Regions from separate parts of the Hordeum vulgare genome. Here region 2 is linked to region 1. The links are chromatin contacts, called in public Hi-C maps. All regions are on one chromosome and are shown on one strand. The core of a region is the stretch at or near the end of the contact, and the rest is flanking DNA. Distances in the headings are between cores, read along the strand shown. Region 1 has its middle 220 kb from the start of LOC123403762. Region 2 holds the start of LOC123401291 (auxin response factor 6-like).

What was found. A called contact is a pair of places that touch in the nucleus more often than the background predicts.
Region 2: a Hi-C map of seedling shows a contact between it and region 1, with 9 times the contacts expected there. The contact joins the promoter of LOC123401291 here to the enhancer-like site in region 1. A contact is called at or near these places in 4 of 6 Hi-C or Micro-C datasets (leaf, seedling and an unstated tissue).

Annotation. Positions count from the first base shown.
Region 1 is chr6H:100,762,662-100,769,112 of MorexV3_pseudomolecules_assembly, reverse strand. No RefSeq gene overlaps it. Among protein-coding and RNA genes, the nearest start is that of LOC123403762, 220 kb to the right of the region's middle. Within about 2 kb of position 4,257, at least 3 of the 3 cell types and tissues checked have open chromatin away from gene starts, as enhancers often do. A contact at or near this core is called in leaf and seedling, where this site is marked.
Region 2 is chr6H:101,178,387-101,185,814 of MorexV3_pseudomolecules_assembly, reverse strand. LOC123401291 (auxin response factor 6-like) reads right to left here and starts at 2,377. Exons shown (of 14, transcript XM_045095065.1): 1 at 1,801-2,377; 2 at 1,276-1,394; 3 at 973-1,071; 4 at 821-877; 5 at 579-734; 6 at 385-469; 7 at 116-206; 8 at 1. The coding sequence starts at 1,861.

The sequences.
Region 1 (6,451 bases), core at 3,008-5,507:
AACTACACCAAATCTGTGTCCATACTTATTCGGGGTTCTGAGGAGGATGGTGTGAGAGTCACGGACGTGCTGCACTGCAGGTTGAACAAGTTCTCCTGCAAATACTTGGGTATCCCGATGACCATCGAGAAGCTCTCACGCGCTCACTGGCAACCACTTCCTGATCAGTTTAGAAAGCTAATTCATGCATGGCAGTGTGGAATGATCGAGAGGCTAGGACGTTTGAGACTCGCCAAGCCAGTTATCTCTGCTAGGCCTATTCACCAGTTGCTTGTGCTCAATGTGTCAACCTGGATTTTTGAGGAGATCGATAAGTGGATGAAGGCCTTCTTCTGAGCTGGTAAGGAAAAAGCCAACGGTGGTCTTTGCCTCATTGGCGTGGGACAAGGTGTGCCGCCCCACTTGCCTTGGAGGTCTGGGAGTGAGGGACTTGTGCCTGCACGCCATCGCACTTCGCGTTAGATGGGAATGGCTCCGAAGAACTAACCCTAGCAGGCCTTGGCACGGGATTCCAATGGTTGAGGACAAGGAGGCCGAACTCGTCTTCAACAACATGATCTAGATCTCTCCTGGAAATGGAGAACAGATCCTTTTCTAGAAGGATAGATGGATGCATGGCTTCATGGTTGGAGAGATTGCACCTGACCTATGGAAGCTGGTAGTCACCAGGGCATGCAACACAGGGACTGTCCATCAAACGCTGACTAATAATGCTTGGACTACAGATGTGGCTGGTGATATTAACTTCATGGTGAACATTCAGATCGCTAACTTATGCCTTGCAATCTCCACTGCTCCAAGGAATGAAGGTGTGCCACACCAATTCCATTTGCCTGCAGGGATGACAGAGGCTACTTATAACAGATTGTGCATGGGAAAGGAGAGAGCTGCATGGGCGGAATGCATATGGAGGAGCTGAGCACCCCTACGCTGCAAAATCTTTGCGTGGCTCATGATGCAATACAGGCTTTGGACATCTGACAGGAGAGCCAGACATGGACTATAGGCCGGATGAACCCTCTGCTTGCTTCTCCTGCTTACAAGACCAGGACAACATTGATCACATCCTCTGTCACTGTGTTTACGCGAGAGAAGTCTGGCACGGATGCTTCGAGAGCCTTAACCTTAATATCCCACCACCCGCCCCTCCTGGCACGTTTAAAGATTGGTGGTTTGATCAGAGGAGGCTCTTCTCAGGGAGGACCCTACGCGGCTTTGATTCATTCATGATCGGGACTGCTTGGGCGATCTCGAAGCAAAGAAACGCAAGAGTTTTCAACAGGATCAATGAATAGAAAACATCGGTACAACTGATCTCTCTTGTGCTTCATGAGATCGAGGAATGGAAACTCGCCGGCTTTGGTGTAGGAGGTTTAAATCCTTTTATGAGAGAGTAACTTTGTTGTTTATTCGCTGGTGTTGGTGTGCCCCGCCAATGATAATGTACGCATTCTAATTGGTGTCTTGTAAACTCTATTCTGCCTTCTATAAAAATATGGTACGCTATCAGCGTACTCTCGAAAAAAAAAATTGCTGAAAATTTCATACAAAAACAGTCCGGTTTTCAACTTTTCATAGAGAATTCAGAAAACCTCTCATGTCGTATTATCATGAAAAACATATACTCCCTCAATCCCTCTGTCTAGAATTAGTTGTCTTAGATTTGTTTAATGTATTTAGACATATTTTATTGTTAGATAAATTCGTATATAAACAAATTTAAATGAACAAATTTGAGACGGTGGTTATATGACTATACGAGTGATGAAGAAGAAAGTCACTGTACACTCTTAATTCCACCCTTCCATAGCTGCATCATCCTATGAGTCTATGACTGTCCCCATCATGAGCTGCAAGTGCTGAGACGTGAACTCTGGGCAGCTAGCCAGACAAGAATGGCACAGCAAGAGTGGCGCGACATAGCAAGTGACAACAAGAATGGTCTTGAAAACTTGATGAAGGTATCTCACCCCATGCGCTCTTAGTCCACTCTATAAATCGGTGGGGCCATGCATCTAGCAAGACCAGTGGGCGGACACTATTCTGTGCTCGGTTGCTAGCTTGAAATCTTAGAGATGAACATGCATGCAGGGATAAGGAGGAAAGAATGCATGTGGTGGCAAAGCATGACAAGACAATTTTCATTGAGAGGACAAGAGGCATGGTGTTAAAAGGGGTCAAGAAAGGCATCCAATGATGCTTCCTAAGATGGCCTTATTCTTCCTCAAGTTAGGGCAAAGTGCCAAAGTCCCTAGCTTTCTCTCCACTGTCAATCAACAAAGAAGATTTTGCGGTTAGGTCTGATCACTGATCATTAGTTTAGAATATGAAGCAATGGCCAGGAATAGCTACTCTAGGACTAGTTGATTATTTAGCTTAAGTAGGCCCAATACCTTAATGAGTTGGTCTTTTGCATGATATGCTACTACCATATATACTCAGAAAGAGTATGGTTCAATATGTTAATTTATCTGCTTTTTAGAAACACATTAACATTTATATTCTGGCACTTGTGGCAAGTATGTCATGTGGGTCCTTTTTGCAGAAAATAACACCAAGATAACCTGCACTTGCATGCATGGGCAGTGCGTTCGGATAGATAGAGTAGTAAAAGTTGCAATGCAACCCACCAGCTCAGCCATCATCAAAAATAGATATACATATATATATATACTTGAGGATGAGATTCACCTGCCAATGCTGCAGATACATACAGTGATGCAGTATGGTGAAGGTTCAGTTGAGAAGCTCAGTTCATTCAGATCTATACAGCACATAGCTAGGGTCTATCCATGCTGGCTTCATGATTGCAAATCATGATCTATGCAACAGGAGCAGCAGCAGCAGGCCCATACATAGATTGCAAAATTAATATTGCAGTAATTAACATTCTAGTTCTATGATTTATAACACATTGTGTACCAATTTCTGTGCGCATGCATGCAGGAATACCAGTTCACTAAGAACTAGCTATGGTGGTTGCTCTGATTAATGAAAAGGCCCCTTAATTGGGCCTAACTAACCCAGTACTTGACACTTAACTCTAATGATGCATGGGCCTAGCCGCCTAGCTAGGAAGTCATGTACTCCGTACAAGTACAAGTCACCAAAATTACAGGGTAGCTTGAAGCCTTGAAGAGTACTCTATTCATGATTCATTGCATGGGACCGTTGGAGTTAGCTACATGCTCATCACTGTCCCATCCTTAATTATGCATCATTACATAAGACAAATCCAGTTGATCACAGGCTATGCAATATCCTATCGTGACAGCACATCCTAATCAAGTCTACTGGAGAAAGCCTAGCTAAGCTACAGTCTCAAGTCTCAACTTGGGGTAGCTTTGTCTCCGTGTCTCGGAGGGAGCTAATTAATCAGTAGATAATCATAGGAACGGATTAAGTTGTTAACCAGCAGCAAGTGCATGTCTGATAAGGACAACACTCAAATATTAGACTCCCTGATTTCACGTGTTAACATCATGTCATGTACACATATCTAGAAGGCTCATGATATAATCAACCTAGTTTGCCTTTGTTTGTTTTGGTGGAGTGTTGTAGTCTTGTAGAGCTATAGCCAAGGGAATTCTAGCCAAGGAGGGGAATGACACTGATTAAGAGGGAATAAATGTCCCCCTTAGGGTTAAGCTAGCTAGCTAGCTCTTAATCATGCACGGATACCTCATGCATGTATCCATGTAAGCATGTAGAGTATGAAGCAATGATGCATATGCAAGCATGTTTTCTTGCCACAGTGTCTGCACTGTGCGCTCACACACCATGCTTCCTCATGTCACATACTCGTTGGCTACCACCCTAGCAAGGCAAAACACAAAGCGCATGTAAACGTATTTAATTTGCTATAACCAAGTACACTTCCTATTAAAATAATTATATTTAAAAAAACTAATCTAATTCTCTTCAATTACAATTATTTTGATACGAAGGGAGTATATATATGATTAAAAACGTCAAAATGATTTGCAAAGGTGGTAGATGTACACATGACCTACATAAACATAACGATCGTGATAAGAGCTTGTAGTACTAATTTTTCTCTATACACGCATCTCTTATCCAGAAACCTATCCGTATAAACGTACGTACGCGAGCATTCGCACCGATGGGTTGCTCTCAGTCCGACGCCACGGGCATTTCTCATTCCATCCCACAGCGACCGGGCTAGCTCACTCACTGTATGCCGCATGACACGTCGTTGTAAAGTGTGTAATAATTTAGCATTTGAACCTGGAAAGGTGAACCCCAGGACGAAAGCGGAAAGCGGGAGGAGGCTCGGGAATTCGGTCATCCGATGGGGACGCTCTCCGCCACAGGGGAGAATCGGGACGAGCAAGTGACAGCGACCAAAGCAAAAGAGGAGTCTAGCTGCTGGGTGACCATAATAATTCATCCGAATTGAAAGGAGGAGATGTTGGGTGACCATGTGTGTGTGCCCGAGTCAAAAAGGCGTTGAAAAAGAAGGCAAACGCCCGATCGTGATGTGTTAACCTTCGATCTTCTCTTCTCTTTCTGATAACGGCTCCAGTTCTTCTTCTTTCTGATTAAGTGGGAGCATTACAATCTGCTTGGCACAATCTGCTGTATGGCTGCTATCAATACAAGTCCTTTTTTTTTCTCCTTCCAATCCAAACAAAAGGAATGTAGCAAAGCTTATGGTCAATGGTGGTGAAACAAGGCAAATATGTTTTGTATTTGCCTCTTATGGTCGCGGCGTTGTCAGTCGGCGACAAATTTTAGCCATGTGATTTCCACACATTATTTAGAGTTTTTCTTCTTCTTCCAACAACCCATCAGGGCAATTCCTTTTGACTTACAAAAAGGTAAAGCGCACAGGCTACCCCAATGAAGATACATATATATTCGACACGTGACTACGACGATTCAGACAGAAATCAAGCAGAGCGAAACACGAGGAACATAACCAGAGTGCTCCACAGAATCTAACGGTGGTGCCCGGTGCGCACGTGCATCCTGACTCCTGAGCTCGATGTAACGTGTTGATGCGGAATCTGTGGCCACCAAACGTGGACGCGACTTTATCTCGCCTGGGGCGCGGCTATACTTGGGCCGGCTCAGTAGCGTCAGTTCTTTGTCTTGTGTTCTTTTGTTTGTTTCATTTTTTTAATTTTTGTTTATTTAAAATATTATAACTAATTATATTTCAGAAATAAATTTACTTAATTGTTTAAAAGTGTTCGTTGCACATTTTAATAGATGTTCATGCAGCGTAAGAAATATCCGTGCTATTTTTATAAAATGTTGGTACCGTTAAAATAATACCTTTAAACATTAAGGAATGTTCACACGTTTCGAAAAATATAATTAGTTAAAAATATATATCTTAAAAAGGTCTAAAATCTTTCCAAGAATGTCTAAAATAAACAAAATCCTACAAATAATTTAACATGTATCTTAAAAAGGTCTAAAATGTTTCCAAGAATGTCAAAACATCTATTAAAAATATAGTAATCAAAAATAGATATGCATATATTAGAAAATGTTACAATATATTATGGACAATTCTTTGTTAGCCTTTTAAATAAATATTCAACATGTATTATAATTATTTGTAGGATTTTGAATAAAACATTCTTGTAGTTTTCGAAAAATGTTCGTATACTTTACAACAAATATTTGTGTCATTTATAAAGATGTTCACATATTTCCAAAACTATTCATGACATTAGAAAAATACTAATGCAATATAAAAAATAAATTACATAACCTATAAATAGTCGTGATATTTTAAAAAGGGAACAATAAAAATATTTTTCATGTTTTAAAAAATGTTAAGGATACTTGTGAAAAATGTTAAATCGGTCCTTCAGAAAATGCTCGTGGTTTATTAAACAAATGTTTAGACCATTTATAAAATTTCATAAACAAATATAAAAATACTTGCATGTTTTCAAATAATGACAATGCCATTTTTTTTAAAGTCCGGACATGTGTTAATTTTTTAAATACTAATGCAGCACATATTTTGACAAACAATAAATGACTATATAGAAAGTATTCAAAATATATACAATAAGTCTTCAGTGCTTATTTTGAAATTCCAACAAAGTATTCAAAGAATAAAACGTTATAACGAGTAGACAAAAAAAGAACAAGGTAATAAAAAAATTGTATACAAACCAAGAAAACAAACACAAAAAAGTCAAGAAAGTCGTTGAAAACACAGTAAAACAAAAGAAACATATATTTGTCGGGTTATTTTGCACAACCTTCCCAAATTAAGACGACTGCACTATGCGCCAGAGGCAAGAAAAGAATGCGGCAGGACCTATTTCACGCCTGTTACGAGATGTAACAAGGTCTCGCCCCTGGCACGTTGTTACTGGGCTGGCATAGTACTATAGCAGCCGCAAGATTGTTCTTCTGTGGTTTTTCTTATCTGGTTTTCACTGTTGTGCATTGATTTTCCTTG
Region 2 (7,428 bases), core at 1,128-3,627, 420 kb before region 1:
CCTGATCAACCAAAGACACAAATGAATATCAACATAAAACTCTGCTAAAAACGGTAGGGTATGGAAGCACTGAGTAACTGTTCTAAAAATAAATAAACTGGAAGAACAGATGTACCAGATAAATAGGACAGAGTCTCCAGCAACCAGTCTCTTTGCACTTATAAAGACGCTCCAACCTGTTGTCAGAAGATGCCGCTTTGGTTGACCTGCACCAGCAATTTGATTTGAAGTTATTTGACATCATATACTACTTTTTGAAATCTTACATGAGCTGTATCAAGCAAGGCTGTATGAAATGAGGGTATGTACAAGGCTATATAGACTATACATGACCGAAAAATTCACAAAGGAAGAACCAACAAAAATAGCTACAAAATAACTAACCTCGAAAGATATGACGGAATTTCCACTCATTGCCATGCAGGTCTTTTGCCATCAACTCCTGTGCTGGAGGCTGCTGAGTGAAATCCTACAAAATTATCAAAGGAAAATACATAATTAAATGAAGTTCATTTCATCCGAAAATGTAACATGTGGTTAAAAGATACAGCAAACAATTGCTGATGAACAGCACGTACCAGCGGAGGAAACACCTTCTCCGCTGCTCGGCGGGGAACAGAGAATCCACCATGCGTACTGGTGTCACTTGCAGTTAATGTTTTGCAAAAATAATTCGTTGGTTGTTTGCTAGCATTGCCCAATTCAGCAGGTAGAAATGGGTCCTTGAGTTCTTGCTGGAAACAAAATCAAGATAAAATATAAGTTTGCTACAAACAGAAGTACATGCATAGATGGCACTAGGTTGGAAATCCTGTATTACTGGGCTGAGTGGCTGTAACGTCATCTGTGCATAGACCTCATCTGTCTCTGCATCAGCCTGAAGGAAAAAAATACAGCAATGCTTATGAGACAATGCTAATGTCAGTACTACTTGGGTCTTGAAACAGATTCATTATATCGATCCGATCTTACGTGCATGGTCACATTATGCAGTTGGCATATAAGCTGCGCAGGCAGGTTCGGATAGTTGGGGATCTGCGACTCCATTTCCTTGTTTGTTGATACCGATACCTATGGTAGAAACTCAACCATGTGAGTCCATTAGTGTCTTAAAAATCTTCAGTTCTGGCAGAACCATCTAAGAACTGCTGCGAGACATGGAACTCAAAAGGGACCTTGCGAAAATGAAAACAATTCTGCAACCATTACTGGTACTCGGAGATACTCTACAACATCTCCGATCTACATCGTTGTACTGGGAGGAAGAATGGTAACCTGCTCACTGTGACCTTGAGGAAAATACAACACCCGACTGCCGACCGCAGGCAGAGAAACGAGGGGGCCGGCACAGGCGTGCCACAACTCTGAGTTTAGGCACTTGTGCTCTTCTGATACTGAAAAGGGAAATAGTTTGAGCATAAGGTACAGAAGATATATGAAGTTCAGTTAACAATCCTGCATCCAAGTTCAGAACCTGCATCCTACTTTAACACCTTCCACTGGGGAAAAATATATTTGGCTAGAAAATCTGCACTATTAAATACTAGAAAATATATATATATATATATATGTATATTTATAAAATTTAAATGGGCAGACTTGTAAAGAACCAGAAACTCTGTCATCAAGTGTATTAGTGTTGCATTAACATAACAGTTGTATGTTGTCAAGAAGCGTAGTAAAGAAATCACCCAAGGAAGAATAAATTGATAGTAGGTTGATGGGGCTCACATGATTACACACACAGATTTAAAGCAAGCGAAGTGAAAACTGCCAACTGAAATGCCAAGACAATAATACCTTCCGGCGACGCCGGCTGATCCGGCAGGCAACCGCCGCCGGCCGACGGCGAGAGATTCATACTTGACGAGCGAGCGTGCTTGAAGGCAACACGGGGAGCCCACGAGACGGGGAGGCGAGGGAGCGGAGAAAACGAAAGAAGGCTTCGTTTCCTGTTTCTACACCAAATCACGAGCGCTTCCAAACAGCATCACCATCGCTGTCTCCTTCCCCGAACCGGCCAAGCCAAACCTCCTGCCTCCGCCGCACCCGGCCCGAAGGCGCGGTCCTTTTCGATCCAAGAACTCCGAGTTTTCGAGCCTCTCGATCCAGGAGCCCCAGCCCCGCCTCCGGGAAGCGTCAGGGGACTGGCGGCGGCGGCGGCGGGAATGCGCCGCCTTTGCGGCCGCGGGAGCTAGGCAAGAACCGCGCCTCTCGATTGCGAGAAGGCGGCGGCTCGTCAGATCTCGCCGCCACGGGCTCCGAAACGGCAGCTCCCGGCTCCGGAGGACCCGGCCGTGGCTCCACGGCAGATCCGCCCGCCGCCGCCGGTGTCGATCAAGCTGCTGCTGCTTCTTGCCTGTAGCTTCCTGCCTGCTCGTGTTGCTACTTAGAAGAGAGAGGGGGGGGGGGGGGGGGGGGGGGGAGGGAAGGTGGCACAGTGCACTTCTTCTTCTCGGTGCTACTTGGTTCTTCTTCTTGCTGCAGCTTCTGCGCCTTGTGCTGCTGCTCCAATGCAGTTCTTGGGGTTTTAACCCCACGAGCGGTGCTCTCTCTCCCTCTCTCTTCTCTGTCATGCACTTTAAAAACCAACCTTTTCTCCGTGCAACGTGCATGCTTCCGGTAAGTTTTTTTTTCTACATTTGTTCTCCACCGCACCCCGTGTAATTCATGCAAGTATTCATGTAAGTATGTACACGGCTGGAAAAGGTTCGCCTCGTGTAATTTACAAAGTATGTACACGTCTATCATCAAACCAACATGTGGTTAGATGATTAGAGAACCTTGGTATCTTCAGCCCATTAGAATTCATGCTATCTTCAATCCATCAGAGTTTAAGTCTCGTCGATCGCTTTAAGTGAAAGTAGTTTTTGAAGGTGCACATAGTGGTACGATGTGTGTGTGTGCGCGTTCATAAGAATGAATGTGATACGCTTTGAGTGAAAGGATACGAGGCGTCTACAATAACTTTGTAAACCTTAATATGACATGCCGGCTCAATCTTTCGGGGTGTTCATAGAGATAGTATGTACGTGTTTGCGTTTATAGGGTGTGTGTGTTCATAGAAATGAATGTATGCACGTGTATATGATTTATAGGGATGTGTGTATGTTCATAGAGATAAGTGTATGCGCGTATATATAAATGCTTACGTCTGTATTGTTAAAAGAAAATATACACCATATCCACAATGAAAATTCAAAATTGTCATGTAGAAGTAGCATAAAAAATCAATAGAAAAAATGCCATGTTGCAGCGATTAATTAATGTCTTTCGATTTGGACCCGATGTACTTGAAGACTTCGGTTCTTTAATCAGATGTATATTAAAATGCATGTTTGTTTATCATTGCTTTATTTTTTTTAGAAAAAGAGAATGAACATGGCCTTTGCATCTGAATTACTCCATTAGCTGAGTTTAGTTTATGTACAACATACATTTTTTTCCGCGAGGAACAGCAGGCGCATTACACTTTGAACTTTCACAAATACCAGCCAAATTTGGCGAATCCAGAACAAATCAAATTAAGTGGCGCCGTCGACGAACAAACGTCTACATGCTTTCTATTCTACGGCTGCTTCACGATTGACAAAAAACGTTTTTGCCGCTGGATCTCTTGATAAAGATAATCGCCAGATGACGGAATATCGAAACGTGTTCGAGAGACAAGAAAAGGCGTCAACTTCTTCTTCTCGTATACGTACATGTATTTTTCAGTCGTGGTCAGCTAGTGGGCTTTTTTTTTTCCCGTCCCGTGTAGATCCCCCGTGATAATGCCTTTTTGACCAATGTTTACTCGCCATCATTAACGTATTGTGTTCTTCTCGTCTCTTTTAGTAGTAGTAGTACTCCATTAGCGTGGTCAAACCAGCGTACGTGTACGACTTGATATGTTTATTGCTTCGAGCACATGCATCTAGACTGGACTTAGTTTAAATTCACTCAACAGTGTACTGCTGGGGTGCTGGACCTCTGCTGGCCCCGGCTCTTCGAGGCCCTCGTGTGGAGCGCAAACTTTTCCAAGGAAACTTGTTTAATCCGTATAAATGTGTAAGGTCCATATCGTTCAATTGATTTTCATAGGATTTTAGAGGATTGAATCCTGTTGGGTTTTTTTTCTAAGAAATCATTTGTACTCCCTCTATGAAGGAATATAAGACCATTAAGATCACTACATCCACTCAATGATCTTGAAAAAATATTTTATTTTCTGATGCAATCAAACAAAATCAAATTTGATAGGATTCAAATGGCATGACGTTCCAATCATGTTCTTTTTACTATTTTGGCAAATCAAAAAGAACCTAGATGTGTTAGAAATTTGAAGCATACTTCTATCACATCAGGACAAACAACACGGATGCAAAGTATATGATTTTTCTATTTTGTGGCAAAAATTGAAAAATATTTTAAGTCATTGCAAAGTTTTATCTTGGAATGACATTCATGGAAGTCATGGCAAAAAATAATCAACATTCTAAAATGCTTTTGAAAATAGCATTTTTAAAGCATCGTTTTTTTCACGCCTTCCAAAAAATATCATTCCATGATGAAACTTTGCAAGCAATAAAAAAATCAATATTACCACAAAAAAATTCAAAAAAATATCAAATTTGTTTCTAATTATTTTCCAGCCTTTACCATTCATGTCGAAATCATATAAGCTCGAGCGGAGACCAGGGCTTTCAATGAGATTCAACGCTAACACTTATATATATCACCGGGCCATGGCTACCGTATTATTATATCTACATGATACATCTGACCCCTGAGTGTCGGATCAATAGAAGAGGTGTCTAGAGGGGGGTGAATAGACTACTTGCATAATTAAAATCCTAACATTTTCTCAATTTCAGTGGTTGACAGATTTTAGCATTTCTAACAAGTCTAGTGCACCCTACACATGCTAGTCAAGGAATGGTAGGTCTTCACGAAGTAGGCGATCAGTCCACACAGGACTAGCCTCATTCATGGTAGGTCTTCACGAAGTAGACGATCTCCTTGCCCTTACAAACTTCTTGATTCAACTCCACAACACGAAGTAGGAGGCACCACCCTCCAAAAGGTAATAGAAGCGGTAGAAAGATCAACTCCTCACTCATGTGCTTCAAAAGATACCTCAACACTCAATCACTCTCTCACATATTTGGCATGGGTAGAAGAGATTGATCTTGTGAAAAGCAACTTGGGGAGGCTAGAAATCAAGGTTCAAATGATTCGAATGGAATATCTTGATCTCAACACATGAGTAGGTGGCTCTCTCTCAGAAAAATGGATCTGGCAAGTGTAAGTGTGTTATGAGTGCTTCCTTTGAGAATGAGAGGTAGGTGGAGGGGTATATATAGTCATCCCCCAAAATCCAACCGTTACAACATTATTGCCCAACTCAATGACACCGAAATGAATCTCGGTGGTAACGAGTTGCACTAAATGTGGCAACTTTTGAATTCTCGATGAGATCGATATAGGAATCTCGATGGTACCGATATTGGTGTCGTAAGCAGTTTCCAAATCTCGGTGAGACCAATTCTCAAAACTCGGTGGTACTAATTCTTGAAAACGGCTAACCAGAGAGTTGGTCGAAAACTCGATGAGACCAATTCTCAAACTCGGTGGTACCGTTTCTTGAAAATGGCTAACCAGAAAGTTGGTCAAATCTCGGTGAGACCAATTCTCAAACTTGATGGTACCGATTCTTGAAAATAGCTAACCAGAAAGTCGGCCACTGATTTTGGTGGCACCGATATGAAATGTTGGTGGTACCAAGAGATTAGGGTTTGGCAAAGATTGTGTCTGGTGGAAAATCAGTAGGCCCGAGTGGAAAATATTAGTGGCACCGATTTTGCTGGTATGGCTTTGGACAGAGACATTTTTTGGGAGAATGGCTGAGTATTTTTGATGGCTACCTCTCAGCACTTGAGCAACCAATTCATCATAATACCTCACCCCCTTTTAATAGTATTGGCTTTCGTATGGACTCAAAGTGATTTCTCACAAATGTAAAATGTAGTCTTCTTGCTTGAAGCTTGAGCCAATCCTATTCCTTTCATGCATCAAGGGGCTTCTCCTCAAAATTCTTTGGCCAATGCTCTCACTGGACTATACCTAAAATATACTAGGTAAAAGTGTTAGTCCAAAAGACAATTTATGTTGTCATGAATTACCAAAACCACCAAGGGAGCATATGTGATTTCAGTCAGCCCTCACTAGTAGAAAAGAGGGCTTTGGTCCACTTGATGAAATCCCATTAGTCCGGGTTCACTCACGAACCGGGACCCATGGGGACATCGGTCCCGGTTCGTGAGGCCAGGGCACCAGGCCGACATCGTGGGCCATTGGTCCCGGTTCGTGTCACCCCTTTGGTCCCGGTTCCGTACACGAACCGGGACCAATAGGCCGGCAACTGTTCGTATCCCCCTTTAGTCCTGGTTGATGGATCAAACCGGGACTAAGTGGTGGTGGCAACTGTTCATATCACCCTTTAGTCCCGGTTGGTGGCTCAACCCGGGACTAAAGGTCCAAATGGTTCGCCTCCCGCGTCATTTCCAGTGATGAAAAGCACAACCGAAGCAGAGTCTCTCGCCATTCTCTATTCTTCTCCTCTCTCGCTCTCCTCTCTTATTCCCCTCTCTTCTTCCCTTCTCTTCTTCCACCATGCCAACAACTCGCTTCGGAGAGGTGCTCGCACATGGCACGACCCAACTCGATGTCGTGTACACGAACGACGGCATGGAGGTGCCGCATTTTCTTGGATAGTTGCAGGGATGGCTTGACGCCGCGGAGGAGCATGAGAATTTATTGGGGCTTGATCTGGAGTACACGACCAATCAACAAGGTGTTGCCGTCATCCAACTATGTTTCAAACTCCATGTCTTAGTCTTCTAATGGGCGAGGTAAGTTTTGAGGCTTTCTTTGATCCAAGGTTATGAAAATTGCATATAGTGATCTCTCTAGGTTCCATTGGATAGCAATATGCACTTTCTATATATGTTCCATTGGATAGTTAATTGAGGGTTTCTTGCATAGGATAGCAATATGTTCCATTCGAATCCTATAAAGATCAATTTCTCTTTAGTTGTAGTGAAATAATTTTCCTTGTTGCATATTTGGAAAACCGTGGAAATATATATATATATATATATATATATATATATATATATATATCATAGTTAATTTACGGTTTCTTGATCAATTCATAGGATATGAAAATTGCATAGGATAGCAATATGCTCCATTTGAATCCTAAAGATAAATTTCTCTTTAGTTGTAGTGAAACATTTTTCCTTGTTGCAGCAGTATGTAACATTTGTTCTATTTTAATTTGTTATTGTTGCATTAGTGACAAGCATTGTCTAGAACTCATGTACTTCCTTCGCAGCGACATACATTTTGCTAGTGTTGATATAAGAAACGACAAGCTCAAGATGA